5 separate regions of the Mus musculus genome follow, and regions 2, 3, 4 and 5 are each linked to region 1. The links are chromatin contacts, called in public ChIA-PET and promoter capture Hi-C maps. All regions are on one chromosome and are shown on one strand. Each heading gives the region's core, a stretch centred on a gene start, on an enhancer-like site or on the middle of the called end of the contact. The rest is flanking DNA. Distances are from core to core; before and after follow the strand shown.

Region 1 (2,900 bases), core at 299-2,798:
ATACCGAAAGAGTGTGCTCCTGGGAGCTGTTTGACAGCCTGTCACCTGGAACTGTGCATACTGGACAGAGATGGTGTTGGCTTGCAATCTCTTGACTGTCAAAGGCAAAGCCCAGATGGGGGTCTTTTTGTACCCGTCTCTGGCTAATACCGCCCTTGCCTTTGGCAACAGGGCAGAGAAGAGCCCCACTCTCTGAGCCCTATGGCCAGGGCAGTCCTTGCCTCTAGTTGTTCCCAGGGTGCTCCCAGCTCTGGCTCCTGCCTTTGTTCTCCTTTTGCTGCTTTGGAGGGCTTCTAACCATGCTTTCCCTTTTCCTTTTCTCCAGAAAGAGAGTGCTGGTTTCTTCAGGCCAGGGTGTCTTGTCACAGCCCCCAGCCTGTGCGTCCCACCCTTGGCGCTCTGGCTCCTTTCATGGCTCTCCAGCAGGCATCTGTGGGCTCCTCGTGCATCCCTTCCTAGATGCCAGCCTTGTACCCATTTTAATTCCTTTATCGACCGTCAGGAGCAGGATGCTTTCCTCTGCCAGCCACCCTTGCCCAGCATATCCTCCCACATGTTACCAGGGGCCTCATTTTCCTCTCTGCAGAAGCAACTGTAGCCAGATTGCACCCCTGAGGTCAGGCCCCAGGAGGAGCAGAGCAGGGCCCGAGGTGGAGGAAGGGCTGCTGGGTGCTGAGAAGAGAAGGAGCGGGCTGCTTAGCTGGCTTCCTACCCCAGCCAGCTAAACCTGCGTGTTGCTGCTTCCTCCCCCCAGGCCCTGCTTCTCTAAAGAAGTCAGGAAAGCTGGACTTCTGCAGCGCCCTCTCCTCTCAGGGCAGTTCCCCACGCATGGCTTTCACCCACCACCCGCTGCCTGTGCTTGCTGGAGTCAGACCAGGTGAGAGATGGGGGCGGGGCTTAAGGGGACACTGCGGGAGGCAGCCACAGCAAGGGGCAGCTGGCCAGGAGCAACAGGGGGCCAGGGATCAATCTAAGTTATAGATCTGGGCTCCCCAAGTGGGTCGTGGCACAGCAGTGGGGTGGCATGGGATGGGCAGTGTAACTCTGAGAACCAGGCTGCCCACTCGGTTCCTAGAATCCCTCCCACATGCTAACTCTGGCTGTGTTAAGTCTGTGTTGGGTGCATGGTCTGCACATGCTCACTGGGAGCTGCATGCAGCCTCCCCCTCCCCCACCAGCAAGTAGTTGAGCCAAGTTGCTCTCCTGTGGATTAGAAAGAGTACTGCTCAGCAGTCCAGGTTCCTGGTGTCTGTCCTAGAGCAAACCGGCACCAAATCTGGGCCTCCCTGCTTTTCCCAGAAGTGAAGGGCTGGGCCAGAAGGACAAGGCTCACCATGAAAAGGACTGTCTTGCTGCTCTGAGGGCATCTTCAGGCCCTGAGAAGATGCTGGATCTTCCTGAGGGTGGGGCCAGGCAGGATACCCGGGAACCTGGCCCTCCTGCACGTGCTGCTTCCGCCTCAGCACCCATCTGGCAGCAAAGGCCTGGCTTTTGTTTGCACATGGCCCTGTATCTGCCATGCCTCTCTTCTCTTCTGTAGGACGCGACAGGGAGGTTTACCTCCCGGCTTCCTCCTTGGGGCCTCCTGGCTTAGAGCCCAGAGGCAGCCAGCACTGGGGCAGGGTGTGGTGGCCACAAGGTGGGGGCAGGGAGCCCAGGCCTTGTGCAGGCGGCAGGAGGGAGGCAGGCTCCACCCTGCTGCGCTCCATTTTTATGAACTCCAGAGAGAAGCCAAGTTTCCTCAGCCCCCTAATGAAACTGAGAGCAAGAGTGAGCTGATTGGAAACAGACAGGAAGGGGGAGAACTTGAGGAAGAGCTGAGGCCTGTACAGGGGTAGGAACTGTGAGTTCACAGCGGCAGGGCCAACACATGAGGGGGGCCTAAGCATCCACTTACACATTTGGAGTTGTGTGTGTGCCGGGTGCCGATCCTGCACAGGCAGGGTCTGCTTGTCCAGAGACCACGGGGCTGTGGTAATCTGGTGTCGGTCCTTTCAGGCAGGCTCACACCTAGGACGGGGCAAGTGAGGTGTTTGCCAAGGGTAAAAGAAGGAAAATGTCAAGGATACTAAAAAAACTCAACCGGCAATAAGTAACATATTAGTGTGTTGTTTCTAAACAGTAAAAACAGTTGCAAAGCATAGGGTGAGTCTAACACCTGAAATCCCAGCACACAGGAGGCTGAGGCAGGAGGATCAAGAATTGGAGGCCCTATGACTGTCTCAAAAACCAAACAAGAGCAAAACCTTATGAGAAGCAAGTAACATTGTAACAGTTTGCTGGGACTGAGGCGTGGTGGCAGAAAGCACACCCCAGTACTGCAAAGACAAAAGAAAATCAACCATCCGAAAACAAACAACAAGAAAGTGCCCAGCACGTGCCTGCGAGGGTCCAGAATTTAAGGTCATCAAGTTCAGCCCCGGCTACAAGATAGCAACAAACCAACCAGAAAAGCAACATCCTAACAATTTTAAATAGGCCAACCCAACCCTGCGCTGGTAGCTGGCTGTTCACCTGCCTCAGCTAACCCCCACGCCAGCTCCCGGCAAACAGTATTTATAAAAGCAAGCAGCTGGCCCTCAGGTACTAGCCTGCCAGTTTATTTTATTTTATTGCATTGATTTTTTTTTTAACTTAGATGACTGAGGCGTTTTGTGCCTGACACAGTGCTTCTGCCCCATCCTGCCTCTTCCTCAGGACCCTCAGCCCTTTTGCCAGCCGTTGTGTCTTGCTTTTCCACGTGGCTGTTCTCACACCCTTTCTCTCCCCTGCCTGTGTGCACACAGGGAGCCCCCGGGCCACGGCATCAGCGCTGCACTTCCCTTCCACGTCCATCATCCAGCAGTCGAGCCCGTATTTCACACACCCAACCATCCGCTACCACCACCACCATGGGCAGG
Region 2 (2,900 bases), core at 252-2,751, 710 kb before region 1:
TCAAATTTTAATGGAATGCCATGAATCTTGACAAGAAATTCATTTTTTTAATCTGCCAGAATACATAAAACTTTTGCACAAATGTTACACACATATGCAGAGAGAGAGAGAGAGAGAGAGAGACTTTGAGAGACTTTGTTTACACAAAAGGCCTCTGTCTTGTTCCAGGAATTTAGTGGCATGGAACAGTAATTCCCTGCCCTCCACCCACATTCGTGTGTCAATTCTTTTCCAACTTGGCAATCAAACAGGACTGTGAGTTCTGACCCCAGCTGATACAGAAAAATCACTAACTCTAAGCCCACTTTCTTTCTTCCTGTGATCCATCTCCCTAGTGTGCCCTCTTTTCTTTCTTTTTTTCTTTTTTTTTAGATAGGGTTTCTCTGTATAGCTCTGGCTGTCCTGGAACTCACTTTGTAGACCATGCTGGCCTCGAACTCAGAAATCCGACTGCCTCTGCCTCCTGAGTGCTGGGATTAAAAGCGTGCAGACACCACACCGGGCTTAGTGTGCCCTCTTGAGAGAGTAAAGGTCGTGTGTGTGTCCAGGCAGTGAACATTACATTTCTCTTACTTGCAAGACCAGTAGCCCAAGATAATGCTGTCAGCTCCAGATGTCATCTGCTCCCTTTGATCCAAAGTGGCAGAAGTTTTGTGTCCCTTCAAGGCTGATCCTGGAGACTTCCTTAGGGGGTTATTTGGGATTGGGGAACCCTTGTGTTAAGGACTCTATTCACACACACACTTCTTTTAACTGACTTTACATTTTCACACGTTTAGATTTTTTTTTTTTGGACAGGTAGTGTCTTTGTCCTGAGATACCTTTCCTATAGTACAGAGTATGAGGAGTCTCTTTAACAATGGCAGATGCTCTGTGTGTTACCCCTCCCTTTTCTGCAACTTTATACCCAGCTCATGCTCCTTTCTTCATCAAACTACAGTTTAAAAATATCTCTCTGCTCTCTCACTGTAGATCTGAACAAGAGCAGTGAAAGCTGGGATGATAGGAGTGCACAGCATTTTGTTTCACTTTTCAAATAATTTGCTTTTAATTTTAAACTACTCAGTATCAGTGATACACAAGATGAAACCAGACCAACCTCTCCACCCCCTCCAAAAACAAAGCCTTGTAGACTGTTCCTTGAAGGCAGACATTTCTTATTCGGTGTGCTTAATAGTGGATCGTAGGCAATTATTTAATGAATAGTGAAGTTTATACCCCTGACGCTGGAAGCCTAGGGGTTTCATCGAGTGTCTATTATAATTTCTCTCGGATTAGCATTGCTGACATTTGCAGAGAGGTTTTCCGTTGCCAGTAACCATTTCAGGCTCTGGTTCTGGGGCCGACGAGGGGGCGTGCCCAGCACCAGGGCTCGGCCCACCTGTGCGTTGGTTGGTGGAGTCTCGTCGGAGCCACGCCCCCGAGCGGTCCACCGCCTTAGAGGGCGTGGCGATGGGACTTCCCTGGAAGGGCCGCGGCGCCCCCCTCCTCCAACCCGCACGCAGCCCCGCGCACGCGCACGCGCGCCTCCACGGCTGGGTCGCGGCTGGAGTGAGGACGCGCTGTGTGGAGCAGCGGAGGCACGGCGCTGCTTCCACCGCTGCTCAGGAGGGGAGCATGTCTGCAACTCGAGCCAAGAAAGTGAAGATGGCCACCAAATCGTGCCCCGAGTGCGACCAACAGGTGGGCTGGGCCGGCGCGAGCGGGCGGGGCGGGCAGGGCGGGTGGCCGTTGCTCGGCGGCGGTTGGCGGTGCGCGGCGGCCCGCGGGCGGCGGGGGCCTGGGAGCGGGGACCCGGCGCTGCCCCTTCTGGTCCCGGGCCGGCCCGCGGACCCCTGCCGCCCCGCATGGCTTTGTTCGCGGTTGGGGAGAGTGCGGTGCTGCTTCTCAGCTGTCGCTCCCCGCCACCTGGGTGGCAGCATAAAGCAGACAAAAGGACAGTAATGGTGCTAACTTTTTTGCAAATTTGTGGACTTCCGGAACGCCGCAAAAAAACCAACCAGTTTGATGTGTGGTTTCTAGTCCTTCCACTACGTTGTTAACGGAACACGGTTCGAATAAAGTCGGCGTTGAGGCTCTTCCTCTCTGCGTGTGCCCCGTCCCATTCGTGCTATTTACTGTTGTAAATTTGACATGTCTGCTTACAGATTTTTTTTTTAAATATGCGGATTCGTGAATTTGAAATCATTCATATTTAGACTGAACTCATGGAGTAATAGTCGTAATTTTTAAAAAAATCATTTTTCTTTTCCTACATTTAAGTACGCCTAATTATAGTGTGATGAACAAAAACTCATTCCATTAAAATCATCCTTAGGCCTTCATGCCGGCATGCAGATCTGGCTGTACTTCTTTTTCCTGAATCTTCCTAAAATGACTACCTCTCTCTCTTCCCCTCCCCCCTCCTTCTCTCTGGAGTAATTGGAAATGGGTGGAGACTTAAAATCTGATTTAAGTATATTATTTAGGGCGTGTCCTTGTAGGTTTATTAAAATCTTTAAACAAAAAAGTTACATGTTTTATTCAGTATGATTTATAGGCAATGTTTAAAAATGCTGATGATGGAAAGTTGTGCAAGTTTAGTCGATAGAGCATACCAGTCTGCAATATCAAAACAGTCATGTTTTCCAAAATGTAGAGTTACGTTCATTCTTTCCACCCAACTAAATTGTAGCAAACTTGCACTTTGTGATCAGTCTGTTGGCAGATTACTTTGATGTTTAAATAATTTTCAGTTAAGGCTTTTACAGTATGAATTATGCATTCTGTTTCTGTAGGGCACAAGTCCCTTGTTTTACTTGGCATAAAATAATCTTTTGGGGAAAATATCTGTTTTTAATTTCCTGGTTATTGGCCAGTGAGATGGCTTTAGGTGGTAAAGGTGCTTTCTGCTCAAGCCT
Region 3 (2,900 bases), core at 227-2,726, 680 kb after region 1:
GCCTGTAATTCGAATTCCAAGAGTTTGATGCCCACTTTTGGCCTCTACAAAAACCCACATAAATGTGGTGCACACAGACACACTCACACAGAGACACACATACACATGCACACACAAAGACACATAAATAAATATACTTACATAATTCTAAAACAATAAACAAAATTGGACTTTTTTTTTTTCAAGACAGGGTTTCTCTGTGTAGCCCTGACTGTCCTGGAACTCACTCTGTAGACCAGGCTGGCCTCGAACTCAGAAATCCGCCTGTCTCTGCCTCCCAAGTGCTGGGATTAAAGGCGTGTGCCATCACCGCCCGGCTAAAATTGGACTTTTAAAGACAGGGTCTCTGCAGGGCGGTGGTGGCACACACCTATAAGCCCAGCACTTGGGAGGCAGAGGCAGGAGGACTTCTGAGTTCAAGACCAGCCTGGTCTACAAAGTGAATTCCAGGACAGCCAGGGCTATACAGAGAAACCCTGTCTCGAAAAAACAACAAAACAAAACAAAACAAAACAACAACAAAAAAACCCTGTCTCAAAAATACAACAACAAAAAAATAAATAAAAGAAAGGAAGGAAGAAAGAAAGAAAGAAAGAAAGAAAGGAAGGAAGGGAGAGAGAGAGAGAGAGAGAGAAAGAAAGAAAGAAAGAAAGAAAGAAAGAAAGAAAGAAAGGAAGGAAGGAAGGAAGGAAGGAAGGAAGGAAGGAAGGAAGGAAGGAAGGAAGGAAGGAAGAAAGTAAGTGTAACCCTGGCTGGCCTGGAACTCACTATGTAAACTAGACTGGCCGCAAACTCAGAGATCCACCTGTCTCTGCTCCTGAGTGCTGGGTGTATGCCATCATGCCTAGCAAGAATAAGATTTTTAAAAGCAAAATGTGATGTTTCACACCTGAAACCTCAACACTGGGAGGGGGAACTGTGATTAGGATGTAAAATAAACAAATACATTTATTTATTTATTTAAAAAAATTTTTTAAAATTGTTATTTATGTCTGTATATGTGCACATATGTATATGCATGTGCATGCGGGCTCCTGATGGGGGCATAGAATCCCCTGGAGCTGGAGTTACAGGCAATTGTGAGTTGCCTGCTTTGGGTAGTGGGCACCAAACTCAGGCCATCTGGAAGAGCAGAAATCCTTATCTACTGTGCCATCTCTCCAGATCAGAGGAGAGTTTGAGGATAGCCAGGTTAGGAGATTCTGTCTAAGAAGAAAGGAGAGGTGGTGGCTTTCTCCTATAATCCCAAAACTTAGTAGTAGACTGAAGCAGGAAACTTGCTCGGTGTGGAAGATGACAGAGAGCTGAGCCATGTCACCCTGTCTGCGTGAAAGGTTATCTCTTAGCAAGGAGATGGTAAAGGTCAGGTTGCCAACTGCCTCCCCTCTGCTCAGAAGATAACCCAGGTCAGCGGGCGGCGCTGGGAGCCAGCCTGTATAAATAGGGGATCGGAGGTGGTGCAGATAGAGCACCTGGGTCGCAGGCATCTCAGCTGATCATGGCAATGCTCGGGCTGCTGCTGCTGGCTTCCTGGGCTCTCCTCGGGGCTCTGGGGCTGCAGGCCGAGGCGAGGCCGGCGCCCTACGGGGTGAAGCTCTGCGGTCGGGAGTTCATCCGCGCGGTCATCTTCACTTGCGGAGGCTCACGATGGCGCCGGGCGGACATCTTGGCCCACGAATCTCTGGGTGAGTGCTAGGCAATCAACCTGGAACAGGTGTCCTGGTAAGCGCAAAGCCAAACAGGCTGCATGGGCCAGGCATGGTTAGTTCCAAACTCTTGGGAGGTGGTAACAGAAAAAACTCACATTTAAAGGCAGCCTGGGCTACAGGGTAGAATCCCTGCCTAGCCATGTGCAGTGAAACACCTCTGCCTGCCTTTAAGCTTCCTCGGGACCAGGATGGTACAATTGAGGTAGCTGGAAGCCAGGCATCTTGGGGTTAAAGGCAGGGGTGTGGAAATCAGAAAGCCATTAGGCTACCTTTTCCTGGCTGTGTGTAGCATGACACCACACAGAGGTGCCGCTGCCCCTAAGGTGCCTCCCTTTGGGTGAGGGCACATCAGGTTTTTTTATCCCAGTCTGCCGAGAGGGAGCGGGATGCTAGGCACAGGGCTTGATTTCGCCACCTTCTGGCCTCTCTAGCCCTTGCTACCTCCTGCAGAGACCATTCCTGGTGAAATGGTAGACCCAGTGGGTGAGACCTTGCAGAATTCTTTAACGGGGCAGACTGTTTAGTGTGGCTGGAGCAGCAGGAGGCCAATCAGGAGAGTGCAGCTCCTTAGAGGCGAGACAAAAGAGGCGACACAGTGGGCTTGGGAGACTGTGATTAGAATCCCAACACTCTGGGAAGCTGAGGCAGGATGGTCATGAACTCAAGGACAGCCTAAGACCCTGTCTCAAAAAAAAAAAAATCGCAAAACCAAAAAACGGAGTGGAGGAGGAGGAAGAAGATGATGATGAAAGAGAGATGTGTGGGTGGTGAATGATGGACAGACAGATGGATGCATGCGCAGGTTAGGAGTGTGCCTGCCTCAAAACAGTAGCTCTATGGCTAAATGGCTGTGTCCTCACACAAGCCTGATGAGGAGCCAGGGTCCCAATTAGTGAATAGTAAGTAGGTGGCAACAGCAGCAAACTCAGTAGCTGTCACTGAGAGGCTGGAAGAAGTGAATTCGGTAAAGCAAACAAGACGGTCAATAAATGATCAGTGTTCACTTGAGTGCTCCTCATGTATCCCATAGTATTGTGCTTTTGCGGGCATCCAGTCTGATACTCCTGACAAAGCCAAAAAAAAAAAAAGTAGAAGTTATTATTATCTCCCCTCCCCCTCCCCTGCTTTGTGGAAAAGAAAACTGAGCCTAGGAGGGAGACGGAAGTAATGTCATTTACTATTCTGATTTAG
Region 4 (2,900 bases), core at 181-2,680, 600 kb after region 1:
CAGCAGTTGTGGAAACCCCCAAGAGCTGGCCACAACTGGCAAACAGCGGATGTGGAGAGGGGTTGGGACCTGGTTGTTCCCAGCTTGAGGCCCTCACCCTCAGAGGTGATGAGGTTGCTATGCAGGTCCAGGGTGCGCAAGCCGCTGAGGCGGGACAGCTCGTTGTAGGGGAGCTCCCGAAGCTGGTTGTTCTGTGGAATAAAGACAGTCACACCAAGGCCTGTCTCTTGCTCCTCAACTCAACCTGGAGGTGCAGCCCAGTGGCAGAACACTTGCTTAGCATCCACAAGGCAGGCCCTGGGTTCATCTCTAATATCTCCAGAGAGAACAGGAAGAGGAGGAGAAAAGAAGACATCCCATTCCGTGACCCCAAACAACCTTGAGGCTTGTGAGGCACTAAGCTCTTTACTGCACCACCCAGCAAACCACACGGTTACCCTGGGCCTGAAGCCACATGGGCTGCTGATTTTGAACCTGGTCTCTGACACTCCTCTAGCCTTCCCCAACACCCCATCCCCCAACAGAGGGCCTCACTCTGCAGTGAAGGATGGCCTCCTACTTGTGTCCTTAGTACTGGGGCCACTACAACAGACTCTGATCTCAGCCCCCAACACCCTTTTGCCCAAAACCATTCCAAAATACTCCTGTGACCTCCAACATCACAACTATTGACTAATTTTGTAGCCCTGGCTGTAAGTCTGTAGACCAGGCTGGCCTTGAACTCACAGAGATCTATCTGCCTTCCTCTGCATCCCCAGCGCTGGGATTAAAGGCGAATGCCACAACCATGCAGCTGAACTCAGTGTTTTGACCAAAACAACGTAAGTCCTAAGATTCTGACCCCAAACTCCACTCTCGGGACACACGATGCTTCTACCTCTGACATTGGCCTGGCTTAGCGGAACCAGAGCAAGGGCAGGTTCAGCTCTGCCATGTGGACCTCCCACATGAACCCTGCCCTATGCCTCCCTCTCAGATCCCCAGCCCTTACCTGCAAGGAGAGGTGCCTAGCAGCTCTGGTGATATTGTCTGGAAATATCCTCAGGTCCAGACCAGCACAGTCCACCGTGTCATCTCGGGGACAGGAGCAGCGCCAAGGACAGGGCCTCGGGAGGGGCTGTGAGCTGTCACCCAAGTGTGGGAAGGCAGGGTCCTCCGTGTGTGCTAACGACCACTTTAGCATCAGGAGCAGCAATAGCAGCTCTTGAGGCCTCTGGAGGAAAGCAAGGGGCCAGAAAGCCACCTGGTGAGGACCAGTGGGCAGAACCAGGCAGGGGATGGGCAGACCTGCCTTCAGACCCTCCCTGCCTAACTCACCATAGTCAGCCCTGCTGTGCCTCTCCCCAGCTTCTGTCCAGCACTCACGTCCTCCAGTGTCTGCTGTGACTACAATTGCCCTCCATCTCTCAGCACAGAGCGCGCACACACACACACATACACACACACACACACACACACACACACACACACACCCCGCGGGGCCTGAGAAGATGACTGTCCCTTTCCCCTCCCTGAAGAGGGCAGGCCGAGGGCTCATCTAGCCCATCCCTCATTCCCTGCCTGCTCCAATCACCCCAGCTCCACTTTCATAACCTCAGCCAGCCTGAGCCGAGCCACAGCCATGACGAATACTTGAGGAAAAGCTGAGAATCACCCTATCTGGTATTTGGTCTGACCACAGACAGGAATGGGGTGCCAGTGGATGGGGCAGGCGTTAGAGAGTCCCCAAGGAGATGAAGCCAGCCAGAAGGGCTCAAGGGAGGATTAGGCTTCTGTTCTCATGCCTGGCTGGCAGCCACTGCCCACTCCCCAGATAGTCATGGCTCTTGGAAGGAAATTAATGTAAGGGAGGCAGAGGCTGGTGGGTGTCCGTGAGAGCTGGGTGCTGGCCTGCCTGTCTGACCCTGGGCTATTTGCCTCAGCTTCCTTTTCCGCAACTGGTCATGGTTGTCTCACCTTCCAGGAACCTTGTAGAGTTCAGTAAGCTAATGCAACTGAGAGGACAGCATGTTGTAGGCACAGACCTGCAATCTCAGGGCTTAGGGAGACTGAGGCAGGAAGATACCGACGAAGCCAGTACTAGCTGCGTAAGAGCCTGTCTAAAAAACAAGCGACGTGTCAAATGTACATGAAAGAGGCCTCTTCCTCAAGGTCTGTCAACTCAAACACCTAGGGTGGGAGAGGTGGTTCAGTGGTTCAGAGCACTGGCTGCTCTCCCAAAGGACATGAGTTCAGTTCCCAGCGCTTATGGAATTGGGGATCCTGGGATTCAGGCAGGTAGCCCTGGCCTACAGGAAAGACAGCCAAGCTGGAGCGGAAGCCAGTCAGACAACAGGCACCAGTCAGACAGCAGGCATCAGTCAGACAGCAGGCACCAGTCAGACAGCAGGCACCAGTCAGACAGCAGGCACCAGTCAGACAGCAGGCACCAGTCAGACAGCAGGCACCAGTCAGACAGCAGGCACCAGTCAGACAGCAGGCACCAGTCAGACAGCAGGCACCAGTCAGACAGCAGGCACCAGTCAGACAGCAGGCACCAGTCAGACAGACAGCAGGCACCAGTCAGTCAGACAGCAGGCACCAGTCAGACAGCAGGCACCAGTCAGACAGCAGGCACCAGTCAGACAGCAGGCACCAGCAGACAGCAGGCACCAGTCAGACAGCAGGCACCAGTCAGACAGCAGGCACCAGTCAGACAGCAGGCACCAGTCAGACAGCAGGCACCAGTCAGACAGACAGCAGGCACCAGTCAGTCAGACAGCAGGCACCAGTCAGACAGCAGGCACCAGTCAGACAGCAGGCACCAGTCAGACAGCAGGCACCAGTCAGACAGCAGGCACCAGTCAGACAGCAGGCACCAGTCAGACAGCAGGCACCAGTCAGACAGACAGCAGGCACCA
Region 5 (2,900 bases), core at 131-2,630, 580 kb after region 1:
GTAATTTAGGACTACCTGCCTCCAGGCAGCACACCCACGAGCTGGACCCACCTACATCAATCATTAATCAAGAAAACACACTACACTCTTGGCTACAGGCAAATCTTTTGGAGGCATTTTCCCAATTGAGAGTCCCTTTTCCCAAATGACTTGGGTCAAACTGACATAAAACTAGTCGGCCCACATGGCAAGAATCCCCTCCTCCATCTCAAAAACATCATAAAAAGTTTAAAAAGGTCACCTTGGGTCTGAGATGTAGTTTCATGGTAGAGTGTTTTATCATGCAGGAAGCTCCATGTTCCATTCCTAGTACCTCAAATAAATATTTTAAAAGCCGATTTGAGGCCAGGTTGTGGTGAATCATACTTTTAATCCCAGCACTCTGGAAGCAGAGGCAGGTTTGTCTCTGAGTTTGAGGCCTGATCTACAGAGTTAGTTCTAGGACAGACAGCCAGGGATATACATAAACTCTGCCTGGAAATAAATTAAAAATAAAAATAAAATAAAAAGCCAATTTGAATAAACCAAATACCTGAGTTCCGCTGTTTCTTCTTATTCATTTTATCTTTCCCTGAGAAATCTGAAAACAACAAACAAACTCTCCAGCTGTTGCCAGCACTGTATGTCCCCATCTGTACCCTGTCTCCCTCCTCCACTGGGCCCATCTGGCAGCCTGATGAGGGGAGTCAGCTGGTCTTCAGCAGGACACTGGGTGGGGCGACAGGTCATAGCCACCTTGGACCATGGCCAGGTAGCCATTCACACCCTTTCCCTGTGTGAAGGAACGATCTCGTCCTCTTCACGGTATCTGCTGGAGTCTCTGGGTTGGAGACAACTACGTTTCTCCCCCACCCACACCCAAAGCTTAATTATCTGGGACATGGGGTACTTGGAAGCTTCAGAGAGGTCTCTGGAGACCCACCAAAGTCACACAAGACTTTAGGAGGGCTACCCCGCGTCAGGAGTGGCTTCCGGCCAATGTCTTCAGACTGTGGGACCCATGGCAAGCCAGAACCAACCTGGGCCACAGCAGTAATGGAAGTTGCTCTGTCCTTAGTCGGGACGAGGTCAACCTGGATCTGATGGGGAATAGGTCGCCTAGGTCACTGGCGTAACGTTCTGAGAAAATACCCACATAGGCAGTCACGGGGACCGCGTGGCAAACTGGCGGTGGGAGACAGGAAGGCCTGAGGCCTGACACTGTGGACTCGGCTCCTGAAGACCTGCGCCACAGACGGGAGAGCAGGAGCATCCACACCCACACCCACACCCGCACCCACTCCACCACAAAGCCTAACAGAACGATGTGCGGCGGTGTGGAGCCACAGACGTCACACTGCCGCGCCCTCACACCTGCAGCTCTCTCTCTTTTTCCCGCCCGTGAGGCCACGCCCCACGCACGCGTAGTACCGACTACACACCTTACGCATGCTCCGCCTTCTCTCTGCCCTACTTTATGCTAGGCGCATGCGCCTCCACGCTCTGACTGCCGGGAATTGTAGTTTAACTAGAGAGCCCACGAATCCAGCCGCCGCGCTCCTGAAGGCCAAGGCGGAAGCTGGGCGGCCCAAACTCGAGAATCCCGGGGGGCCGGGCGCGGAGGAGGGACTCAGGGCTCAGGAACAGCGCGAGCTCTGAGACTCGACTTCGGTGAAGAGGCAAGGCAAGGCAAAGGTGCAGGGGCTGGTAGTCCGGGCTTCGAGCCTGGAAGATGCACAAGAGGAATGGACCCCAGGCACCCCCGGGCCGAGGTGCTGTCACTGCCCGCCAGGTGAGTGTGTGCCCCTCTACCCACCGAGGGGTACCTGCCCACCCTTCCTCAGAGTCTCTCTCCACCCTTCCTCACACTCGCGGGGAGTGCCCCACCCCCAGAAAAGCCTGATCCTCGCCACCAGGTGAACCCTGGTCTCCGCCCCGCCCCCGAGGTGAGGTGTATGGCCTACTGGGTTGGGCCATCCAGCTTCTAGCTTCACACCCCAGATTCAGGGAACACCTGTTGCTGCAGCACTTCCAACCGGGAAGGGAAAGCAATCAGACCGGCTTTTCAGGCCTTTGCATTAACTGGGTCAGGCCACACTCTACACCCATTGTACAGATGAGGACACTAAGGATAAGGGAGGCGCAGAGATCTATCTAGTCAAGGTCACAAGGATGAAGCACCTGGCCAGACAGAAATGTCAGTCCAGAGGTGTACAGGAAAACCTACAAGACTGTGGCCCAGAGCCATACTCCCAGATTCAGGGCCTGTGGGAGTTTGATTTGTCCCATCTTTGAACCAGGGATCCCAGGGCTCTGTGCTCAGGTTCCCCCTGACCTAGGTACATTTGACTGAATGTATTTGTAGTTTGGAGCCTCAGTTTTTCCACCTGTGGAATGGAAGCCTAGAAGAGTCCTTAAAGGGCAGTTATAAAGACTTACTGAGACTATTTATGGAAAAATGCTAGAACAGAGGGAGTGTGGCCGCTGGATTCTTGGGCTCTCTGTGACTAATGGCTTCACTCAATAGGTGAAGCCATGCATAACTGCTAAGATTTGGCCAATTTGGACCTATAGAAAGGGTAATTTCATGTAACTCATCATATTTTGTTGGTCACTAGCCAAAGCAGAAGGGCAGGTCTATAAAAAAGACCCAGTTCTTCAACTTTGCCCCCACTGTTGTCATAGTCATCGTGGCTTTTATTTATTTATTTTTCTCCTTGCCATGCTGGGATGGAACCCAGCTTTGCACATACTAGGGTTAGGGTTAGCACTTTAATGATGAGTGCACCTTCCAGTCCCACACTGGTGCGTTCTCTGCTGCTGGGGAGCCATGTGCATAAAGAACGTTATTGTATGAGGGTGTCTTCCTCAGCCTCCTGGTCTCTCCAAGAAATGGCTTCCTCGTAGAGATTTGGTTCCAG

What was found. Promoter capture Hi-C pulls out the DNA fragments that hold promoters and counts their contacts. ChIA-PET counts read pairs in DNA pulled down with a chosen protein or histone mark.
Region 2: a promoter capture Hi-C map of pre-B cells shows a contact between it and region 1. The contact joins the promoter of 4921524J17Rik here to the promoter of G430095P16Rik in region 1. A contact is called at or near these places in 2 of 39 promoter capture datasets (cranial neural crest and pre-B cells).
Region 3: a promoter capture Hi-C map of stem cell-derived epiblast-like cells shows a contact between it and region 1, with 2.8 times the contacts expected there. The contact joins the promoter of Rln3 here to the promoter of G430095P16Rik in region 1. A contact is called at or near these places in 2 of 39 promoter capture datasets (cranial neural crest and stem cell-derived epiblast-like cells).
Region 4: an RNA polymerase II ChIA-PET map of memory CD8 T cells shows a contact between it and region 1, with 18 read pairs. The contact joins the promoter of Podnl1 here to the promoter of G430095P16Rik in region 1. A contact is called at or near these places in 2 of 39 promoter capture datasets (cranial neural crest and maxillary cranial neural crest) and 1 of 115 datasets of contacts at active chromatin or transcription factors (memory CD8 T cells).
Region 5: a promoter capture Hi-C map of maxillary cranial neural crest shows a contact between it and region 1. The contact joins the promoter of 4930432K21Rik here to the promoter of G430095P16Rik in region 1. A contact is called at or near these places in 3 of 39 promoter capture datasets (cranial neural crest, embryonic stem cells and maxillary cranial neural crest).

The regions. Positions count from the first base shown.
Region 1 is chr8:84,721,705-84,724,604 of GRCm38.p6, reverse strand. It overlaps G430095P16Rik (RIKEN cDNA G430095P16 gene), which reads right to left and starts at 1,548. Exons shown (of 2, transcript NR_169084.1): 1 at 1,334-1,548. Nfix (nuclear factor I/X) reads left to right here. Exons shown (of 11, transcript NM_001371053.1): 7 at 755-877; 8 at 2,787-2,900.
Region 2 is chr8:85,431,442-85,434,341 of GRCm38.p6, reverse strand. 4921524J17Rik (RIKEN cDNA 4921524J17 gene) reads left to right here and starts at 1,501. Exons shown (of 4, transcript NM_025722.3): 1 at 1,501-1,683. The coding sequence starts at 1,618.
Region 3 is chr8:84,043,555-84,046,454 of GRCm38.p6, reverse strand. Rln3 (relaxin 3) reads left to right here and starts at 1,476. Exons shown (of 2, transcript NM_173184.1): 1 at 1,476-1,685. The coding sequence starts at 1,499.
Region 4 is chr8:84,124,519-84,127,418 of GRCm38.p6, reverse strand. It overlaps Podnl1 (podocan-like 1), which reads right to left and starts at 1,430. Exons shown (of 10, transcript NM_001013384.2): 1 at 1,318-1,430; 2 at 992-1,213; 3 at 98-191. The coding sequence starts at 1,320.
Region 5 is chr8:84,146,518-84,149,417 of GRCm38.p6, reverse strand. It overlaps 4930432K21Rik (RIKEN cDNA 4930432K21 gene), which reads right to left and starts at 1,380. Exons shown (of 9, transcript NM_029045.2): 1 at 1,020-1,380; 2 at 533-580. The coding sequence starts at 560. It overlaps Cc2d1a (coiled-coil and C2 domain containing 1A), which reads left to right and starts at 1,501. Exons shown (of 29, transcript NM_145970.2): 1 at 1,501-1,771. The coding sequence starts at 1,712.